Regions from separate parts of the Muntiacus reevesi genome. Here region 1 is linked to region 2. A link is a contact called in public Hi-C data. All regions are on one chromosome and are shown on one strand. Each heading gives the region's core, a stretch centred on a gene start, on an enhancer-like site or on the middle of the called end of the contact. The rest is flanking DNA. Distances are from core to core; before and after follow the strand shown. Region 1 holds the start of PRPF18 (pre-mRNA processing factor 18). Region 2 holds the start of SEPHS1 (selenophosphate synthetase 1).

Region 1 (5,662 bases), core at 2,650-5,149, 190 kb before region 2:
TATTTTTAATATACTAGGTTAAATAAGATGTATTATTCAAATAAATTTAACTTATTTTTACTTCTTAAAAATGTGGCTGATAGAAAACTTTAAATTCCGTTTATAGCTTGCATTATATTTCTATTGGACAGCAGGGCTCTAAATAAAGATGGAGATCTTTTTAATGCTGTTCATCTCAGGACAGAGTTTTCAGACAAGGATTTTTAAAAATTAGGGTTAAGGTTGCTTAAGTATTCTCTGGCCAAATTACCTGCCTTTATCAGAGATTAAAACCTATCTTTAATCTTTATCTACAATCAACTGAATTCTAGAATGGTCATATGATTAAATATTTGGCCTACCTGAAGTCATGAAATATTTGACCAGTTTTCCCTGAGCTTTAATAATATGTAAACCTATGGCTCTAAAACCTTTGGGGAAACTTGAACTGTTGAGACAGAAAAATGACCTTAATATATCTCCTGTAGGATTATGCAGAACACCCCTACATTAAAAACTCAAAAACAACAGACTGTTATGGACTTCCGTGGTGGTCCAGCTGTTATGACTCTGCGCTTCCACTGCAGGGCGCACAAGTTCCCTGGTCAGTGAACTAAGATCCTGCATGCTGCATGGCAGCCAAAAAAACCAAACCAAACCAAATACCAAACAAAATACTGCTACAAGCTGAATTGTGTTCCCTGCCCTCACACTCCTATGTTGAAGCTCTAACCCCCAAACGTGAGGGTACTGAGAGGCAGGGCCTTTGGGAGGTAATCAGGTTTTGGATGAGACACTGATGATGGGATTATATAAGAAGAGATCAGAACTCTCTTTCCACCACTGTGAGAAGGCAGTTGTCTACAAGCCAACAAGAGAGCCCTCACCAGGAACTGATTCTGCCAGACCTGAATCCAGGGCTTCTAGTCTTCAGAACCACGAGAAAGTAAATTTCAATTGTTGAAACTACTTCATCTATTACATTTTGTATGGCAGCTCAAGTGACTAATATCTACCACTTAAAGCAATCTCTAATTAAACATCATTATTAATCTTTTGTTCTAGTTTAGTCACTTAAGTCATGTCCAACTCTTTGGGACCCCATGGGCTGTATCCCGTCAAGCTCCTCTGTTCATGGGATTTCCCAGACACCTACTGGAGTGTGTTGCCATTTCCTTCTCCAGGGGATCTTCCTGGCCCAGGGACTAAACCAGCATCTCCTGCATTGGCAGGTAGATTCTTTACCACTGAGCCACCAGGGAAGCCCTCTTATTTAATCTTTTATTAACGGTAATTTTGAATATATTACCTTTTTTGTTATATAAAGGTATGGTGATTTGCACAATGTGGAGAATAAACAAGTATTTGTCGATTTTCTCTACTTGTTAATAGGACAACCCTGACTTATGGCCTCTGTAGACCAACTTCCTCACAGACCATTTCTGTTGAGCCAGGAAGAAGGGTCAAGGAGAATAATCATTATTTTAAAACATTATCACAATGAAATATCTTTTCTTAACTATATAAAAAATATTTTCTTCAGCAAACGGAATTCATATTCCCACTTGAACTGAAAATGCTAAGTTGTTAATATCCCCCTAGGGATCTGCTTCTTGGTATGGCACCTTCAATGATTTTATCATAGCAAGCATAATAAAGTCTCATTTTATGCTCCAAGGCATGAACGATCCTAAATGTTCTTCAATCAGTACAGTCCTCAGCCTGTGGCTTCTGGAATAACATTTTTAAAGGCACTAGAAAAAGAAAGAAAGGGTCCCTGCCCAGGGGACAGAATCAGGTTCTGTCTGAAATCTTCAAAACACCTTCAGGTACATGGTTTTAAAGACAGGCAAAAAAACAGTAGAAAACCAAATAGAGTAGTTGACCAATACGTGTTATCACTTTAATCCTTTCTGCTACCTTTTAGAACTCCGAAAAATGAATATAATTTTGTTTGTCCTACACATATTTTCTAGGAAAAGGCCCTGAACTCTGAACATAATCTCCAAGGAGACAGTGAGCAAAAGTTAAAAACCTCTTATTTAAGGGTTCATTTTAGGGAACAAAAGGAACACTCCTCATTCGTTTATCTGGCCCCTGTTGCACTGGCATGCAGGATCACAGTTCCTTGACCAGGGGTGGAGCCTGAGCCCCCTGCATGAAGCGCAGAGTCCTGACCACCTGACCACCAGGGAAGTCCCCTGAACTGTGCTTTTTCCCCCTTTGACACCAGCCTTCCCACTTATTACATATATACCACCTAATATACCCTGGTGCTGGGAGGGGCTGGGGGCAGGAGGAGGAGGGGACGACAGAGGATGAGATGGCTGGATGGCGTCACCGACTCGATGGACATGAGTTTGAGTAAACTCCGGGAGTAGGTGATGGGCAGGGAGGCCTGGCGTGCTGCGATTCGTGGGGTCGCAAAGAGTCGGACACAACTGAGCGAATGAACTGAACTGAACTGAACTGACCACCTAATATAAGACCTCGGAAGGTGTACCAGGCTCTGCTTCTGCCATATGATGGGTTACCTGGTTCCTTGATTTCCTGGTGTGTATATGCTTATGCAGGTTGCCTCCAACTTATCCCTTTCTCTTAGGCGTCTCTGTTAAATAAGAGGGGATCCTGGGGCTTCCTTGGTGTCTCCTTGGTAAAGAATCTGACTGCCAATGCAGGAGACCGGTTCGACCCCTGATCCCAGAGGATCCCACATGCTGCGGAGCAACTAAGTAGTTTCACAAATACTGAGCCTGTGCTCTAAAGCCTGGGAACCGAAACTACAGAGCCCTTGAGCCGGTGGTCCAGAACAAGGGAAGCCATTGCAAAGAGAAGCCTGAACACCAAAACTAGAGAAAAACCTGCCCAGCAAGGAAGACCCAGTACTGCCAAAAATAAATAATACATAAAATTATTTTTAAAAAAAGAGTGAGTCCTGAGCAGCTGCCTCTTCACTGGAGTGAGGTTGGCAGTGTTACCACATTTATCAACATACCCTCCCCACTTTTTCTCTCCACTCTTTTAAGGTCACTTGAACTTGTCACAGTGCTGGTTCCGACATCCATCTCTTTACTCTCTTTGTATTTGCGTCTAGAGATGACCAGTTTGGTGGCGGTACTTTTCAGCTTATCAGATCACATTTCTGACCTGCCAGTCCCCGCTGGTATAGAATTCTCTTCCATCCCCACAATCAAGTTGTTGTGAAAAAGCAATGGAGTACTCTTAGCTCCCTAGAAAAGAATACAACATAAAACACAAGCTTTCCGTTCCTGCCGATTATTCTGGCTTTAGTACACCCAGTGGCAGAGCCCTGTGCACCTGCCTTGGCCATGGCTTCCCTAAGAGTCAGAAGAGAGGTGGGGCGCCCACTGACGTCGCATTGCTCACCCCATCCACCCTCTCCAAGCCCCACATTCCAAGTTCTCTCCTTGAACTTAACTCCCAATCTTCCTACATCCCTCCTCGTATTGGAGTAAAGAACTGAAGCACACTCTTTTCCATACTCGGCTGATCAGAAAATTCTAAAATCTCTTTTCTTTGCAGAGCTCAGATGGGTAAGTTTTGGGGTTTTGGTTGATTTTTTTTTTTCCCCCCTAAAACTTGCCTGAAACCAGTGTCTGGTCCTCCGATACCCTGAATCTCACGGCGAGAGGAATGGGCTGGCCAGGAGGGTCGCCGACACCCAGGGCCGTTGAGAACAAGATCGGCCCCGGGAAGATGCAGGCGAGCTCGGAGGCGAGAGCCAGGCCCCCCCGGGCAGCCGCACCCCGACTCGCCGGCCCCCGAGGCACCGGCGTCGGGACCCCAGCGCCTGGCAGGGACGGCGGTCCCCGGGGGCGGGTGGGCCGGCCGAGCCGAGGGCGCTGCGCTGCGGCCTCCGGCTCCTCCTCCAGGCGCCGCGCGGCCAGGCCGGTGGGTGGCGGCGGCCCGGGCCCCGGGGGATGGCGGCGGCCGCGCTCCGCCAGCAGGTGGCCCCGGGGTCCCGGCGGCGCCGCCTCCTCCCGGCGCCCCTCCTCCCGCGGGGGCGGTCAGCGCCCCGACCCGGCTCGCACCCTGCCGCCGCCGCCGCCGCCGCCCTCGGCCCGCCCGCCGCGTCCCCGGGGCCGCGCTCGCCGCCGCCGCGTCGGGAGCTGCACCCAGGCCGGCCCGCGGCGAGCGCCCAGGGCGCCGGCAGCCCCGGCCCGCCCTCCCCGCCCCCAACTCGCTCCCCAACGGAAAGTTCGGCTCCGGCGGCGTCTCGCCCGGCAGCCGGGGATGAGCCGGGGTCGGGGGGCGAGCTGAGCGGCGGCCAGGAGGGGGCAACTTCGCCCGGGAGAGCGCCTCCCGCCCGGCCCCGCTGGCCGCAGCCCCCGGGCGGGCTCGAGTGGTTTTTCCCTTGCCTGTGCCTCCCCCCTGCGGATCCAAGAGACGGACCTTGGTCCCCGCGCTCCCGCTGCCGGGTGACAAGAGCCAGCGCCGCCGCCGCCTCGGCCGCCGGTCCCTCCGCCCGGCCGCCCCCGGCCGCAGCCCCTGCCCTGCCCGCCCGCCGCACCATGGAGTTCTCGGAGAGGAAGCGGAGCAGGAAATCGCAGAGCTTCAAACTGGTGAACCGAGGTAAGCCGGGCCGGGCCGGGCCGGGCGGGGGGCGTGCGGGCGGCGGAGGGAGGACTTGGCCGCCGCGTAAACAGCCCCCGGCCCCGGTGCGGCCAACTCCGAGGGCCGGGGCTCCTGATACCCCCCCGCCCCGGGGCCCCTCCCCGAGTGGGGCTTCGGCCGCACACACGCCGGGCGGCGAGGAAAGTTGTGCGGCTGGGGGTGAGGGGGGAGGCAGGATGTGATTCCGCGTAAACAAGTCGGAGGGCACATCAGGAAATTAGCAAACAATGACACTTGGGGAGCGGGGAGCCTTCTTTGGTATTCCTCGCCTGTGGCTCGGCGGCCGGGTGGGGGAGGACGCGTCTCCATCAGGCCGTGCGGACACCCACCCGGACCAGTGGTCGCGGTGGTTTGGGGTTGGTTTGCTTTTTTCCTCCCTCCTGCAAAAAGGAGAAAAGGTGGCGGTGGCTGTTGTTAAGACCGAGAAAGAAGCTCATTAGGTGTCCAAGCCCAGAGAAGAATTACTGACATTCAGCATCTTTCCCGGATATGTTATTTGGGCAGGGAAGATGTTTTCGAATAGATCACGTAACAGTCAGATAAGTATCATTAAAAAGAAAAAAACGAAAAATACAGCCGGTTCCTGACGATTTAACAGGTGTACACCGCGGTCTCTGGGCTTGGGTTTATTTTATCAGGGGAGAGGAAAGTTGAATGGTCCTGCCTGTGTTCAGTGACTTGTTAAAGAGTCTTTATTTTTCCTGATTAGACTTTTCAAAAAACGGTAAGAATGTAAGGGCAGACAAAAAATTATGTCTATCAAAATGCATCGTGTCACCTTAAATTCGATGCAGGTGACTTTTTCTCCCCTTCATGTCACAAGTCCCAATATTGAGTTTAGAATGATCGTGTTGAAGTGTCATCTTTAAATCAGCTTGAAGTCAAAACCAAACCAGAGAACCTGTCCACTTTGTTCCTCTGTTGTAGTATCTAGCACTGGCATCAGACTAGAGAGCAAGGCGATTATTTTAACAACCTGGAGAAGTCACATGTAAGCTGATGAAAATTAGAGGGCGATTGCAATTTCCAGCTAAGCTAACTGTGCTGT
Region 2 (4,980 bases), core at 449-2,948:
AACTTGTTTGCCTGCTAATAGTTCCTGTTTCAACTAGTAACCTCACTATTCACCCTGTTTCCCCCAAACCAGAAATCTGGGGGTCTTCTTACACTTCTTTTTCTGATCACACACTAAATCATCTGAAGTTTCTTTCCTAGGTCCGAATTCCTGCAGCTTAGGGTCAGATGCCCTCGAGTCTACGACTGACTTGCACAATTCCCTCCTCACTGGAGATGTGACCCTGTTTTCCCTTCTGCCAGAGAAAGGGTGTCCTCCCAAATGTGGTACAGCCTTCTTTTACAAGCTAAGCTTGTAAAAACCAACTCTGCCAAACTCTGCTGACTATGGCAGAAACACCAAACTCAGCATGAGACGTAGATCTTCAGAGAGGGTCCTACTCACCTCTCTTGAGCGAGCCACCTTCCCCCTAATCTCCCAAGATCTTTTTTTCAGTTGTTTTTTTTTTTTTTTTTTGCTAAAAAGTAAACACACAATACCAAAATGCCTCGGATAACTCACAAAATCGATTTTAAAAGGACGGAGATGAGAAGAATTAAGCGATCTTCATCCCCTTTCCCAGATTCTGGACGTCTGGAGTGCTGCCTGGGGAGTGCATCACGTGGGTTACCCCAGGCGATTCAGAGGCAAATCTAGGTTTGTCAACCAGTAGGTTATGCCACTATGACAAAAGTCCAACACATCACATTAAAGAATCTAGGCTACTGTGTTCTTTCCTAACTTCCCGAAAGGCTACGGAGAAAAGACCGCGAGGAGCCTGCAATAGCCCAGTCTCCTAGATTGCACCTAGATCAAAACCCTGGGGAACTGCCAAGAAGAAATTCTAAGAATGAAATAGGCATCTGCGTAGCCTACAAACCTGACAACAGAACCTACAGCACCTTTTGGTTAAAAACACAAAACAGAAAAATACTCCTGCCCCGAAATATATTTGGAAAATGCTGAACCATTCTAGAAAAGATTGGTCAGAGTTTCCAACTTCTCGGTTTAAAGGGAAGCACGAAAAGGCGTCGTAAGAAAGCATTTTACTTCACTGTCTTCAACAATGTGTTAGAAAGTTGAAAACCTGAAAAAAGTAATCTCAGAAGCTGAATCGCTCCCTTGGGTGTTCATTCAAACACACGCAATACTAGGCTGCCATGTTGACTTGGACCTGTGGAGAGCAAACAATGTAACTGAGGAACCTTAAGCTCTGACTTCCTACCAAACGCATGAAACGTTCAAGAAACTTCGCAGGACGTATGCGTGTTCACCAAGGCTCGTGTGAGCTCCCGAGCCAGGCTGAACAATAGAAGGGAGAATCGTTATTAATCAAACGCGCCGTCTGTGTTTCTAAATCCTTCGTCGCGGCAGAGGGGGCATTCCCTCTGCTCCCACCCGATTTTCAAATTGTCTCCGTGCTCATTGTCTGCCGGTAGGAACGCCGGCAGCGCTCGGGAAGCAGGTACAGCGTCCCGCAGAACGCAGCACGGTTGAATCCCGCCAGGTTTTGGGAAACATTCCCGGCCCTTCCAGAGGGTCAAGGAAAAGGAGGTGGCCCGGGCGCCAAAGGCTGCTGCCAATGCAACTCGCAACTTTTGAAATCAATCCTTTTTGCATCATGCAACGGATGCCACCGCTCCTCGGGCTTGCAACCCCCCACCCCTCCCCCGAGACCAATCATTGCCGCGCTCGGGCCTGCACATCGCCCCCGCCCCCTTTCCCGGGCCGCACGCAGCCACCGAGCCGCTCCGGCCGCGGCCCGCCGCCTCTTAAAGGGAGGGAGCCGACCCTTAAAGGCCCCTCGCGCGCGGCGTACGGCGGAGCGCGGCGGCCCTGGTTCCCGGCAGGGGCCCGCCGAGCCAGGCCGAGCCCCCGCGGCGCCCAGGCGCGGCCCGGGGCCCTCCCGCCCTCCGCGCCGCCGCCGGGAGAGGCCTTTTTATTCAGGCGACGCTTAAGGGAGCCCGGCCGCACCCAGTGCATTGTGGGAGCGGCGGAGTCCCGTTCGCGGGAGGAGGCGGAGGGCGCAAAGCGAACCGGTAAGCGCCTGGCTCGGGGAGGGGGGGCGAGACACCAGGCTTAAAGGGGAATATTCGTCCGCAGGCCCAGGGCGGCCGTGCGGATCCCCCCGCGGGCCGCCCGGGCGCGCCGGGAGCCGTGCACGGCCGGCGCTCTGCAGCGCTGCCTGTAGAGGGGCCGAGCCAGGGCTTGGTGGGGCCGCTTTAAAAAAGAAGCACCGCCCGCGCCGCCGCCGCCGCCGCCGCGGCCGCCGCGCGGGGCCGGGGAAGGAGGGAGGGAGGAGAGGGCGGGGGAGGAGTGGAGGGGGAGGGCGGCGGCGGCGACGCAGGGGTTAATTTTTTCGCCCGCCGACATTTTTTGTGCGGCGGCGGCCCGCGCGCGCCGCGAGAGAGCCCAGCCCGGTCTCCGGGGCGCGGCGCCTTCGGGCCCTCCCCGCCTCCCCCCCCCCCAGTCCGCGCGCGCCCTCTCTCCGGCCCCGCGGGCGCCTCCTGACGCCGGGCGCCCCGGCCCGCGAGCCCGAAGACCCGTCGCGGCTAGTGGGGCCGTGCGGGCCTCGCGCCCTCCCCGCGGCCTGGGCCGCGCGGTTCCCGCTGCCGCCGGGACAGAGAGCGGGCGGGCGGGCATGGCCCCGTCGGCCGCCCCGCTCCGCCTCCTGGCCGCGCCGCACAAAGAACCCGGGCCCGGGTGGCCTTTCAAGGCGGCAGCCAGGGATTTAAGGTGTCCCCGAGCGCTGCCCTCCGCCACCCCGACGTGTGGTTCCCGCTGGGCACGCGCCCCTTGCGCCCACGTCGCCGCGTCCTCCCTGTTGTTTGTTTCCTGGGCTTGGGGAGCTTGGGGGAGGTAGGTACCGGGCCGGGGCTGCGCTCTTTCCCGCCCCCACTCACCGCGCTCCCCCGGCTCTGCGGCCCGCTTGGCGCCCTCGTTTGTAAAAACTAAAACGTGACTGGGAAAGAAAGGGTTAACCGTTGCTTTAAATATTCATGTCATTGTTTTAAAGGTGTAAACAGGCGACTTTGGGGTTCTAGTGGACTGCATATTATGCAACCCCCCCCGCCATTAATTACACCTTTCTGCAGGTTCCCCCCCCCCCCCCGCGCCAGTCTCCAAAAAAGCACGAATTTTTTTTTTTGAATTCAGATGTGTGTAATTTAGGTCCCTTATTCTATTTGGAATTTGGAAACTCCTGAGTGCCTTCCGGGCTTAAGGTGTTTTAAACTTTTTGCCGTTAAAAATCTTGGAAGATTTAAAACGAAGCTAGCCTCCTGAATTCCAGATTCCCCTCCCCGCTTTTATTTTTGGATAGGGATTGGAGGTAGGAAAATAACTGGATGCCTCGTGAGTTGGATTTTTTTTCTGCCCCCGGTAGGAGTGAGGCGGTGTTAAGTGCGAGGCATTTGGTGAGGAAAGGACTGTTGTTTTTGTTCCAAACCCTTCCAAGTCAAAGTGTTGCTGGACTTTCCCAGCTGTAAAATGGCTTCAGAATTCCCATGTCTGTAACTTGATTAGCCTTGTACCCTCCTTTTGCACAGGTGTTTTCCTGTACTGTCGGAAGGTTCACTTCTTCACAATTGTAGGTTTCAAACCAAAATCATTGCTCACCCCAAACATGGTCTTGTAAAGACAGTTTGGATGACTGCCTGAACTCAGGCTTTGTGAGATTTATTTTAAATGAGTGATGTGCTTCCCAAGGGATCGAAAACTCTATAAATGGGAATTATGTTCTTAATCATGAATTTTATAGGGGAAACTGACCTTAAAACTTAGGGTGTCTGTTTTTCTGTACCCAATAAAGCATCAGTCTGGAAGTTTATAAACCCCGGGAGCGCAGGAAAGGTTTTCATCTAGCCCCAAGGCTTCAAACTTACAAAGATTTGTTCCAGAAACTTCCAGCGGTACCCCAAACTATAAATGCTAGTGATTTAGTACATTTTATCACTTTAGATCTGCAATGAAACAGTGAGGAGGAGTAGTATATTTTGTCAGTGATTTTGTTTACTAGTTAGTTGGGCAGCATTTGCTTTCTAGGAAATAGCACTGAATTAAAACATCAGAGAACTAACTTTCCACTGCTCTGTTGTAGAAAATGAACCTTGCTGTGTTAGAGCAGCCATTCCAGGTTTCAAATTGTGTTCTTTAGACAGGCTTCCTATTAGTTTTGGATTGTTTTGTGTACTTCTGACTCAGAATCAAAATCCATTTTTCTAAAACCAAATTTAGCATCATAAAGAATTTCATCAAATGCATATCCATCAACTTCCATTTCATCAGAAATGCCTGTTAGGTATTTTATTTTTCTTTTAGATAGCAAAAGGTCTTCCTGAAAAGTCACTTTAGTCAGGGCATCTCATTTCTCAACCATAGTACTTCCTGGTTGATAGGTGAAGTGACTCGTTTTCCTGTAATGCCACCAGCTAGAAGAACGTTTGGGACTTTTTACTCAAGATGGCACTGTGTCCTATAAGCCAGCTGGCTCCTAGTTCTGTTTTCTTGGCTGCCCCTTGCAGCCACAATTATAACAACATAGATACAGAACGTGTCTCTAATGGTACAGTGACTTTTTAAGACTTACTGGCTAATACGTCACTGTGTCAAACCATTCTGGCCCCAGATAGCGTTTTCCTATGATATTGGTGATTTCAGCCCATTTCATGTTTACTTTTCACTGTCATATATTCACTTGATTCTTGGCAGGTACTGGTGAGAACTCAATGGTGTCTTTGTGTTTTGGTGCTACCCAGGTGGATCTATAAAGAAACCAGCTGCGTAGGAGAGGGAGGGGAGGAGCCCGGCCGTGAGGTGTGTGGGCCCAAGAACCATGTCTGCACGGGAGTCCTTTAACCCGGAAAGTTATGAATTGGACAAGAGTTTCCGGTTAACCAGATTCACTGAACTGAAGGGCACTGGCTGCAAAGTGCCCCAAGATGTCCTGCAGAAATTGCTGGAGTCCTTACAGGAGAACCACTTCCAAGAAGATGAGCAGTT

The links. Hi-C and Micro-C count contacts between places; a contact is called where the count stands out from the background.
Region 1: a Hi-C map of muscle shows a contact between it and region 2, with 4 times the contacts expected there. The contact joins the promoter of PRPF18 here to the promoter of SEPHS1 in region 2. A contact is called at or near these places in 2 of 3 Hi-C or Micro-C datasets (blood and muscle).

Annotation. Positions count from the first base shown.
Region 1 is chr2:27,663,364-27,669,025 of mMunRee1.1, reverse strand. PRPF18 (pre-mRNA processing factor 18) reads right to left here and starts at 3,899. Exons shown (of 11, transcript XM_065921145.1): 1 at 3,584-3,899. BEND7 (BEN domain containing 7) reads left to right here and starts at 4,109. Exons shown (of 8, transcript XM_065921139.1): 1 at 4,109-4,572. The coding sequence starts at 4,512.
Region 2 is chr2:27,468,071-27,473,050 of mMunRee1.1, reverse strand. It overlaps SEPHS1 (selenophosphate synthetase 1), which reads left to right and starts at 1,698. Exons shown (of 9, transcript XM_065921125.1): 1 at 1,698-2,018; 2 at 4,737-4,980. The coding sequence starts at 4,814.